Regions from separate parts of the Rattus norvegicus genome. Here region 2 is linked to region 1. Evidence: chromatin contacts called from public Hi-C data. All regions are on one chromosome and are shown on one strand. The core of a region is the stretch at or near the end of the contact, and the rest is flanking DNA. Distances in the headings are between cores, read along the strand shown.

The links. A called contact is a pair of places that touch in the nucleus more often than the background predicts.
Region 2: a contact with region 1 is called in a Hi-C map of kidney, with 2.6 times the contacts expected there. The contact joins the promoter of Mfsd14a here to the promoter of Dbt in region 1. A contact is called at or near these places in 4 of 12 Hi-C or Micro-C datasets (kidney, liver, mammary epithelial cells and 1 more).

The regions. Positions count from the first base shown.
Region 1 is chr2:207,161,986-207,168,150 of GRCr8, forward strand. It overlaps Dbt (dihydrolipoamide branched chain transacylase E2), which reads left to right and starts at 4,675. Exons shown (of 11, transcript NM_053312.1): 1 at 4,675-4,743. The coding sequence starts at 4,693.
Region 2 is chr2:207,293,907-207,299,500 of GRCr8, forward strand. Mfsd14a (major facilitator superfamily domain containing 14A) reads right to left here and starts at 2,599. Exons shown (of 12, transcript NM_001329200.1): 1 at 2,398-2,599. The coding sequence starts at 2,481. LOC102548510 (a long non-coding RNA gene) reads left to right here and starts at 2,672. Exons shown (of 3, transcript XR_010063930.1): 1 at 2,672-2,787; 2 at 4,225-4,364.

The DNA.
Region 1 (6,165 bases), core at 3,425-5,924:
TGGCAGCCATAATAAAGTAGATTTAGCCAACGTCTTCTCAGTAGCCAATCCAAGAAATAGATAATAGTGAAAAGCAGAAAGAAGAGATGTGTTGTGTGGTTCCATTGGGAAGAGAAGGAAATAAACCTAGTCTATCTTCAGGGTCCTGATGCACAAGTAAGTCAAAGGTCCTAATCTAGGTGTGGTCCAGGCCAAAACAGACCTGTCATTGACTCAATTTCTTCTGCAAAGTGGTCTAACAGCTTTCAGAACTGTAAAAATCTCTTCCTGGAAGACAAACTTGCCCTCTGCCTGGCTCAGGAACCCCAGCTTTTCCTCAACATGAGATTCAGAGAAACATCATTGTCTCATGGTCTGCTAACTAAAGGGAGAGGCACAAGCCCCGTACAGTATACAGAAGATGAATTAGAGGCCTAAGAGCCTAAGAAAAGGAGATACCCGTGATGTAATTTTACAGACAGGAAATAATGAGACATTGAAGCAAGGCTGCTGTGGGACTGAATATAAATGTTGTGCTTTTTAAACATTATTTAAGTATCATTTTTGTGTGGGCATATTGTCTACACGAACATCTGTGCACAGGCCACAGAGGCCTAAAGAGGGTATTGACATCCCTGTGACTGGAATCACAGGATTGTGAGCCACCAAGTAGGTATTGAGAACTCAGCCTGGGTCCTATGGGGAGCTGCCATCCTCCCTGTGGCGCCTTGATTATCATCCACATTAGAATCCTATTGCATAAATGTAGCAGCCTCTGAAGAAAGCTTTTCCTTTTCATCTTTACTTATCACAGTGCCGGAGACTGATGTGAGGTTTGATGCATGCCAAGTAAACACAGTACCAAACTGCTACAGTCTCAGGCCAGCCTACACTTTCGTTTTCTGTCTTAGGGTTTACTGCTGTGAACAGACACCATGACCAAGGCAAGTCTTATAAAGGACAACATTTGACTGGGGCTGGCTTGCAGGTTCAGAGGTTCAGTCCATTGTCATCAAGGTGAGAGCACCTAGGCAGGCATGGTGCAGGAGGAACTGAATATCCTACATCTCCATCCAAAGGAAGCCAGGAGCAGACTGAGCATCCTCAGGCAGCTAGGAGGAGGGTCTCCAAGCCCACCCCACAGTGACACACCTACTCCAAGGCCAACCTTCTAATAGTGCCACTCCCTGGGATGAGCATAGGTAAACCATCACACTTTCTAATGCCGAACTCCTGCTGTAAATTTGGTGGTAGAAGGAAGTGGACAAATAGAAGTATGATGTAGAAACTAGCCCAAAAACTGTAAGTGATATTGTAAACCACATTGCAGGAGTGGTGCAGGTTACAGAGACACTTGGAACTGGGATTTTCCCAGGAATTCCTCTCAGGTTGGAAGAATGAAAGAAAGAAAATGTGTCTTCACAAAAGTTTGTCTAAAGTCTCAAAAGCAGTATTATTTACGAAAGTTCCAGAGCAGAAATAACACCTATGTCATAAAAAGTTAACAACAAAAGCCCTACAAGATCATCGAAGTTAGAACTTTCAGGTTATTGTGTGCATGAGAACTAGAAATTGTCAAACCAAAGGATAGCAGAGAATCTCATTTTTATAGAAGTTACTGTGTAGTTTAGAGGTCCCTACTCAAGTCAACAAAAAAAGTCAACAGGAAGGTTGGTGTGTAAATCGGTTTAATAGGGTTTGCCTAGCAAGCCCAACAGGTCTTTTTGTTGGTTGGTATGTTTGGTTTGGTTTGGTTTGGTGTGGTTTGGTTTGGTTTGGTTTGGTTTGGTTTGGTTTGGTTTGGTTTGGTTTTTGGCCACAATGGTGTGTACTCAAGGATGGGGTGCTATGTAAAGCCCTGTCCAAAAAAAAAAAGAATTAATAAGAAAACAATGAAAAATGAATACACACAACGAAGAGGAAACAGTTAAAAGCATGAAGGAAGCATTTGAAACTCAATAACCAGGGTTGGTGTAGTAGCAATGCCTTTACCCAACAAAGGTAAAGAGATCTCTAGAATCTTGGAGTACACACCAGTTCCAGGCCAGGGCTACACAGTGAGACTGTGACAGGTAGGGGTTGGGGTGGGGGGAACCAAGAAGCATGTGGTACCTGTTCAACTATATTAATAATTAATAAACATTAACACCATAATACTATTGAATCGGTAAATATTTTTAAAACTGTCAGATGAGAAACTCCCACTCTCAGCTGCTAGACAAGTTATTCTGTAAAATCACATTTTTTTTTAACTAGGCTTGGTGGTTCAGATACTAAGCAGTCTGGAGGGGGAGAAGCATAATCATAACTTCATGGCCACCCAGACAATTTGTTGAGATCCTGTCTCAAAATAAAACTAGTAGCTAGAGAAGCAGAAGGCTGGAAATGAGGCTCAGTAGTCATGGTAGGGGGCTTGCTTAGCTTGCACAAGGCCCTAGGTTCAGTTTACAGTGTCTGTCTCTGTCTTACTATCTCCCTCCCTTCCTCCCCGCCCCTCCTTTTTTTCTCTGGGTCCCTCCCTCCCTTCTTCCCTAGGCCCCTCCTTTTTTTCTCTGGGCCCCTCCCTCCCTCTTAGTCTCACTAACCAAAACACAGTTGGAGTCAAAAATTGCATCACTTGGCACTAGTTAGCGATACACCATTCTGATCTAGTAAATAGGTTCCAAAACCCGACTACAAACAAAGATAAGAACATAATCAAATATGGAAACAGGATCTACTGAGGTATGAGGATAAACTAGTTGTTTCCTAAAAGTAAGATAGAATTAAGTGAAACCTGAAAGGAAGAAAGTTACATAGTATCTGTCAAGAGCTGATTCTCCACTTGATAGGAACAACTCCTGTCTCTTGGTAAACAAGCAGGAGCATAGAAGATCATGAAGCCTATTCAATGTGCCTATAAAAAGTTTAATGGGACAAGTTTTTAAAATCAGGTTCTTCTGATTATTGCAATTTGAGGGGCAGGGTTTCTCTGTTTCACCGCCCTGGCTATACTGGAATTCACTTTGTTGTCCTGGCTGGCTTCAAATTCACAAAGATCTATCTTCCTCTGGGATCAAAGGCTTTCGTCACCACATCTGGCTATTGCAGGTTTTCTGTTAAAGGCAATGATTTATATTCATTGCCTACCATAGATGTATGTGTGTTACACAGACTGACAAAAATAGTGCATCTGTGTAAAGTTAAACAGCTTGTGAATAACCTGAGATTTTGGTTTCACAAACACTGACTTTCCAGTGCTGAGGATTTATATCGCCCCCTATTTCCTTCGGTTTCATTCTCTCTAACCCCTTAAACATTGTTGCAGATTTTTATTCTCTCTAAGAGGCAAGGGCAAGTGAAATACATTTATATACCACCTATTAAAGAAAGTCCTAGTTCCCTCATTCTCTATCCCGCTTGCTTTGGTGGTGGTTGTTGTTGTTGACTGATCTTTGATTCACAATGTGAAGCTCTGCCTTCCCTACCCACATGCACCCTCACAGTGCCGGGTTTCAGATGTTTCCTTTACCCATTCCATTTGAGCTCAATTTGACATTTCTTCAAGGGGCAATCATAAATTATACATTTGTGATGTGTTTCTTTTTTTTTTTTATTGGTTCTTTTTTTCGGAGCTGGGGACGGAACCCAGGGCCTTGCGCTTCCTAGGTAAGCGCTCTACCACTGAGCTAAATCCCCAGCCCCTTGTGATGGGGTTTCTTAAACGGGGCTGTTGCTTCTGACCCCGTTCTCTAAGACTCAAAGACAAATTGATGACATGGTTTATTATTTATTTATTTATTTATTTATTTATTTATTTATTTATTATTTACTTATTTATGTCACTGTGTTCAGACACGCCAGAAGAGGGCATCAGATCTCATTATAAATGGTTGTGAGCCACCATGTGACTGCTGGGATTTGAACTCAGGACCTCTGAAAGAGCAGTCAGTGCTCTTAACCACTGAGCCAACTCTCCAGCCCTGACGACTTGCTTATTTTAGATGTGAGAAGTCAATTTCAACAGTCTCAAGGACACTACACGGGAGGAGGAATTCCTAATCACGGAGAAGTGTTCCTGTGTGGACTTAGGAAAAAGCAGTGAGTGCTTCAAAATAGAGAAACATCCTATTTTTCTGCCCTTATTGCAGTTACAGCACAACACCAGAAAGGACAATTTGCTACTGACCCCTCAGATCTTCAATTAATGCCCCTTCTTGTGTGCCCTTAACATAGTCCTTTAAAAAAAAAAAAACAACCTTATTTATATATGTGTGGGTGCAACTGTATGCTCGTACAGCACATGCATGCAGGTGCTCGGAGATGGCCAGAAGAGAGCGTCGGATCCTTGGAACGAGAATTGCAGGCTGTTAGGAGCTACCTGATACTCGTGCTGGAGACTGAACACATGTCTCTACAGCTCCTAAACATGATTTCTCTCCATTATCTGAACTAAAAAGATTTATTGTTGGTGCGCGTGTACTTAACACCCCCAAACCTGGCTATTTGAGCTGATCTCCTCCCCATTTGTACCCTCTCTCTCCCTCACTCCTTTTACACCTCGCCTGGGGGGATTCAGTGGGCGCCGCCCCGCGCCCTGGTTGGCCGCTGGGTGGGAGGCTCGTTCCTTCTCTCCTATTGGCTGCTCAGGGAGGTGCGTCTCGCTTCTTGAGATTGGTCGCCTGGAGGAGGCGTCTCTCCCAGCTGTGTGCTGGTGGCTATTTCCGGAGTAAGATGGCTGCAGCGCGTGTGCTGGGGACCTGGAGCCGGAACGCTGTCAGATTGGTAAGCAGGATTGGATAGGTCTAAGGTTGGGAAGGAGTGATTTGGTAGATGTTACCTGGAGTGGTGTGTTGCTTTCTTTTCCGAATGCCTCGCGTCCTGTGAGCAAGTGATGGAAGGATGCATGCAAATCAGAAGCGCAGAGAAGGTGGCGCGCCAGTAAGGCTGGAAACTCACTCCTTTCCCGTCCCCGGGCGCGATTCTCTGGCGATTAGCTTTGGGCGACTAACTTTCCTTCCAGCGGTACCCACATCCTGGCCTTTCACCTGCTTAACTTTGCTTGAGTACTTTCTAGATATCAGGCACTGTGATAGGCACTGCAGATACAGTGATATATTCTTTTGGGATTTGTTTAGTACCCACTGTGCACCAGACGCTGGCACTATTAACGTGACCTCAGGCAATTTTCAGTGTAGAGGAAGAGAAAAGGAAGTCTGTACCCTCTAGCTTGGGATTCAGCCGGGGCTGCACTTCTCTCCTTAGTCCACAGTACATGTCGTTCCAACTTTTTATCATTGATATACCACCCCCATTTGCAGTTCGTCCTCACTCACAGGCTTTTAGCAACAACCGTGGATGTATCCCATTAAGTATCCTGTTTCTTCCTAATTTCATAACTTCTTGGATACCGACTTCACCCATTTCCCAAGATGTTCCTTTAGTGGTGGCCTCCTGTTCTCTCACACCTTTTTCCAGCCTGCTGTGTGTATTGGGCACTGGGCATATCACTATAGCAGACAGCCATCATCCCTTTCCTCCTGAGATTGTAACCTAGTAAAGGAGAACAGGAGGAGGGAAGCAAGGAGAGACAGAAAGCCACGGCTTTAGAGAGAAGTGCTATTATGGAGCAAGTGCTCAGAGCTACTGTGACACTTGGGGGTGGACACCTGTGGAGGAGTGGGGCTCAGAGAGGAATTCCTGGAGGGTAGTAAGTAAGGAGACTGTAAAAGAAGTAGGACCTGGGCAGCAGAAGAGTACTTCTGTCAGCAGCGCCTTACTAGGTATTATTGGCAACCCTTCTGAGAGCTCTCCCTCTCACTCTGAGACACCAGCTTACCGATATTCCTCACCTTCCACCCGCAGCTGTTGATTCCACTGCCCTTTTTTTCCTTTCCAGCTTCTAAGTACCACGCAAAGACTTCGTCAACAGTTCTCCCATTAGTTCTGAAAAGTTCCCATGACCTTTTCCATCTTTTGCTGTGTGCGGATACACAGACACCATGGCGTGACAGTTGCCCACAGTGTTTAGTACAGTGACATGCCGGACAGGTTTGTAGTATCAGAGCTAGCCTATAGCTTAGGTGGGCAATACGTGAAGCCGTTGGTGTGTGTAAGCATGAGTCAAGCATGTGTCACACAGACCTATCATTAAGTGATGTGTGACTACTTCCAACAACAACAATGGCAACAAAAAATCCCTGGCTT
Region 2 (5,594 bases), core at 1,349-3,848, 130 kb after region 1:
CGGACACTGGAGAGGTGGTTTAGCATTGTGACTGAGCACTTCTGCTCTTGCTACAGAGTCCTGGTGTTTGGTTCTCAGCTCTCACGCTGCAGTTCATAACCATTTGTAACTCAAGTTCCCGAGGATGTGATCCCCTCTTCTGACCTCCTCAGGCACCAGGCAATCACACTGAACAAATACATACATTCAGGCAAAAACACTCCTGTGTGTTTGTGTCTATACACTTTTTAAAATAAATAATCTTTGTTCTTCTTTTTTAAATTTTACTTCTTTGTTTTTGTGGGGTTTTGTTACAATATATATTTTATTTTTTCAAGATCTATTTATTTATTTTATGTATATGACTACACTGTAGCTGTCTTCAGGCACACCAGAAGAGGACATTGGATTCCATTACAGATGGTTGTGAGCCACCATGTGGTTGCTGGGAATTGAACTCAGGTCCTCTGGAAGAGCAGTCAGTGCTCTTAACCGCTGAGCCATTTTTTCAGCCCCACTTTGTTCTGTTTTTTTGAGACAAGGTTTCTCCATGTAGCTTGGCTGAACTGAATTCACTCTGTAGACCAGACTGGTTTTGAACTCAGAGATCCACCTGACTCTGCCTACTGAGTGTTGGGATTACCACCTGGCTCAGAAATAATGAAAAGGAAAATGAAGTATAGTAAGGTGGGAAAGGACAGTGTTGTTAAGACCTCAGCCTTCAAGAGAAGTATTCATTGATTTAGTGTGCCACCAAGACATTTTTACTAGTGAAAAGTAGTATTTTGTGTACCAAAGCTTTGTGTACTAAAGCAAGCCACAAATTTGCTATATCTTTATAAATAGCAAAAAAATACTTAAAACAATCAAAGCCTCTCCTTGCCAGGCACACACCTATAATCCAGAGGTAGGGAGATCATAAGTTTGAAGTCATTCTGAGCTACCTAAGATCTTAAAAACAAAACAAAAACAAGTATCTCTTCTCAAAGTCAGAATCTGGAATGAATCATCTGTAGGCTGACACAGGCTCTAAGTTTGATCCTCAGTATCTCATTAAAAAAATATTTTACAGAGCAAACCAAACAAAAATCCAAACTACGATACAAAAGGTCTACTTCTTAATTGGCTTGATTCTTGTCTTTTGCAAGACAAGAATCATTGGTCATTGGTCTTAAATATCACATGGCTTTATAAAATATGCTTTGTAAAATTTTATCTTTCTATACCTGACAACGACAATATTCTTTCCCCTCAATATAATTCCTACGAACTTGGTCAAAACAGTTAAAGCGAATTTATCAAGGTAATACTTTGATCAGGTACAGTAAAAAGGATCTGGAAAACGTTGAACTCGTTTTTCAATAAATGTCAAAGCTATGACAACTAATAAATCTGACAGTTAACTGAACATATTCTGAAATCGTTCCATATGTCCAAAGCTTTCTAAATGTTGGCAGTTGGACTAGGCCGTGTTCTCAAATGTCAAAAGAAAGTTGTCATTTATTTCGAACTAATTTCAGCAAATCCTCTGTGGTGGCCTACTTACATATTTAGTGCTTTGCTAGCATTGACCAAGGCTCCATTAAACTACAAACAAATGGAAAGAAACAATGTCTGCAACTTCAAGGCAGAGACACATCTTACTTTTCCATTCTATTTCCGAACGTGATACCAAAGGATTCAGCAAAGATCAGAGTGTAACACTACAACACACAGCACAACACAAAGTGTACGTTTGTTTTTCCAATGACAAATCCTATATCGGCGTCTGGTAGCCTACTGCACAGAGCATAAAGTTTTCTGCGAATAACGACAGTCTAAAACACACATTTTTAGCCTCAGCCCGCCTGCCAGAGTTTTTCCCCGATCCTCACGCCAAGACCAATTCTAAAGACTGTTATTTTGAGGTACAAGGTGATGATTTCTCTAAAGGAGAGGATATGGGGGCCCCAGATAAGGTCAGGCTTCCGACACCGGGAGAGGAGGCGAGCCCATCCCTAGACTAGGTAGCGGAGGAGCTAAGAGCCGCTGCACCGGCTCCTGGCGATCGCGAAGGAACACACGTACCCTGGCCCAGCGGGCCGCAGCGGCGGCCACCCGCCACAGCATACGGAGCGCAAGGCTGCCCAGCCTCCCCGCGCGCCGCGCTGGGCCTGGCGAGGCTGCCGAGGGACCGACGCCTCCTCCCCGAGGCCGGGAGCACGTGGGCCGAGGCCGCAGGCTCCGGAGACGCAGCGCCGGGTCGCAGGTGCGAGCGGCCTCCAAAGGAGCCAGGCCGCGGAGACCGCAGGCCGAGACGGCGGTACCGCCGACAGCGCGGGAGGGCAGGGCGCTCCCGGCCCGGCGAAGGCGGAAGCGGGGGTAAGAGCGAGCTGGGCCCGCGCCGGGGCCGCCCTGCGGCGCTCAACCAGCACTCACCGTGCCTCCGTCCTTAATGATGATCTTTTTGGCCAGCATGATACTGCGGTTCGCGGCCCGTTTCTTTTTCTTCCCCTGGGTCATTTTACCATCCTCGACTCCCGGCGCTGCAGCAGCCACTCAGGGGGCGGGCGGCCCCAGCGGCGAGTGCGGTCCCGCCACTACTGCCGGGCCGAGCCGCTCAGGGCGCACGCCGCCATCTTGAGGGCCCGGCCTGCCTCCGGCGGCGCGTCACATCGTGCGATCCGCTGAGTCGCCTGCCCCGCCCCCGTGACGCAGCCACGCCCCCGCGCTGCGGCCACGCCCCTCCAACTCCGCATTAGCGGAGGACTGGGAGGTGCCCCGGGACCCGGTGGAGCTAGGTGGTTGAGCTATCTTCTCCCTTCTAAGGTGCGGAGTGGTGGCTATGTTAACAGTTTCCCCTTCACAGATGAAAGAACTCAAGTTTCAAAAAGTTTTTACCTACTCAGATCTGACAAATAGTTTCTCAGATGGTCAGGCACCAAAACAGAACAGAAGGGAACGGGAAAGTTTCCCAGGATGGTCGGTAGCACGTAGAGGTGTTTTAGCTGTTGATCTGATGCTCAGCTAGGTCATGCTGGCTTACACACTCCCTAGCCGCAGTACATTCCCTACCAGTCCAAACTAGATGCCATACTTTATAGGGTTTTAAAAATCATTTTTGACTAGAAGACTGGTAGAAAGAGCAGACACAGGTGGAATATGAAGTATGATGTGCTCAGTGCTGACATCTGAGGCAGGAGCTCATCGTGTAGATCAGGCTGGCCTTAAACTCAGAAATCTCTCTGACTACCTTCTCATATTGTGATCAAAGTCATGTGCCACCATGTCTGGCAAAGTCTTCATTTTGGTAACTGATGAAAACCTTTTTCTTAAATATACCGTCAGTGCTAAGTAGTGAACGAGCACAGGGCATGCTATCCACCCACAAACTGTTCGATGAAGGGAAATGAGACAAACTGAGATGTGGAAACAGGGAGCCTGGATGTGGTGGTTCTAAGTATGGTAATGTTCAAAAACTCAATGAAAATCCTTTCTTGGCTTCCTCTCCTGGCTTGTTAGTGCTGCCCCTGTTTTAACGGGGCAAAGCAGAAGTGACAGCACTGACCTCAGAGGAAAGGTCATAAAAGGCACTAGTGCATGTTTTTGCTAGGCTTTTCATTCACTTCAGTCAGGGGTTGTCGATTGTTATGCCATAATACCAGAGGAACTATGGAGAGGTGCCGCTCTCTGTGGAGCTGAAACCTACAAAGCTTTGTGGTTTGTCTCGGAAACAGACCCTCTATGCCTGGTCCAGCCCTGAGCTGACTGCAGACTTTATGAGACTTTCAGCTAGGAATACCCAGCTTAGCCACTTCACTGGGGTGGGGTAGTTGTCTCTTTAGGAGTGCTCCTCCTGTAAGCACAGGGCTGGGGACTCTATCCCCAACAATCATGGAAGTGAATGCCTGGATCCTGGCACGAAGGAGAGTCAGAAATTCAAGGATAAATCTGGGACCAGCCTGGGTGGGCTATGAGACCTGTCTTAAAAATGGGCGGGGGTAGACTTGTTACATGGCATAAGTAACTATTAGACAAGGTAAAGGAGAAAGTATGGGGCACACATGAATGTGAGAGTCACTGTAGCTTTTGTGTAAACTTCAAAATAAAACGTTAAAAATAAACCTGGTTGGATGTCCTGTTCCTTCTACTTCCATGCCGACAAGGAATGGAAAATAAACCAAGTTTCATGGATGGGAAAAGAAAAGCATCTTGGGTGGTAAGATTTTTCATCATACTTACTTTAAAAATAAAATCCTCATATAGAAACTATCTTGACGTCCAACCTGAAGCTGCTGAGAGTGGGAGAGACTTTGTATCTAATCCTGAGAGCTTATTTTGGACGCATCTGTGATGTAGAAAGAGACGGACCAGGATTCAAGGACAGCCTCTACAGGAAGTACAAGGTTAGCCATGGGCTACATGAGAGCCAGACGAAAAAAAAATATGGTAACTCCAACCTTTTATGGCCTCCCAAAATCATTCTTCAGCTTTATCAAAGTTACTTTTTTTTTCTTTTCTTTTTTTCGGAACTGGGGACTGAACCCAGGGCCTTGTGCTTGCTAGGCAAGCGCTCTACCACTGAGCTAAATCCCCAACCCCCAAAGTTACTTTTAAAATATAGTTATTGTCAGGTAGTTAAGCTAATTTGAATACCTACAATAGTGCTTGACAGTTGTTTTCAGACTACGGTTTAAAAAAATAGTATGTTTGTTCCCTAAATAAAAATAACACAACTAATAAAAATCTGACAGGGTAGAACAAGCATGACAGTCTTCACTGAATTTAGGGACATAGACAATTAGGTGAGAGCCAGTGCCCATGAAAGTAGTTTAAACAACTTAGCGAGGTGAGCCCCAAATCAACGTAGGTGTAGAGTTGATCACTGAGAATATGTAGACCTCAGAAAAAGCCTCACCACTGTAATATAGTGACATATGTGTTCGCCTTTCCGAGAGGAACCGAGCTCTAACCTGGTGGACACTACTCCCACAGAAGGAAGGCGCTTGCCAGTGGAGTGGGACAGACAAACTAAGCAGACTTCTCTGTGAACTAGAATATTTCACTCAAATAGTTTTAGCTTTTGAATCTGGTTTAAAAAATGGTGAATTCAATAAAAGCTTAAATTTATAAAACTATACAAATAAAAACTAGTGAACTTATTTTTGTTACACTAATAACCATGCAGAGAAGACCTTAATTCCTTTTTTTTTCTTGAGACAGGGTCACACCACATAGGACTGGCTGTCCTAGAACTGACAAAGATCATCCTGCCTCTGCCTCCTGAATCCTGGGATCAAAAGGGTATGCCAGATGAAGGGAAGAAGTAGGGGAGGACTGAGGGAGCAGTGAGTAGGATGTAAAATGAATAAAAAATTCAATTAACTCTTACCTTTCTCTGCTCTCATGCCCTCTTTGTCCCTGTCCCTTCTCTCCCCATACCCCCCTTCCCTCCACGTGCTCATGGCCAGCCTCTACTTGTTCCCTCTTCTACTCTTCTTCTCTCATTAAACTTCTCCACGTGGAAAAAAAAATTAAATTAAAAAAAAGTGTATGCTGGCATGCCTGGCCTTACTTTTAAATATATGCTTTTAAGTATATTAAATTTTAAATAGATGCTTTTAATGTACATCTTT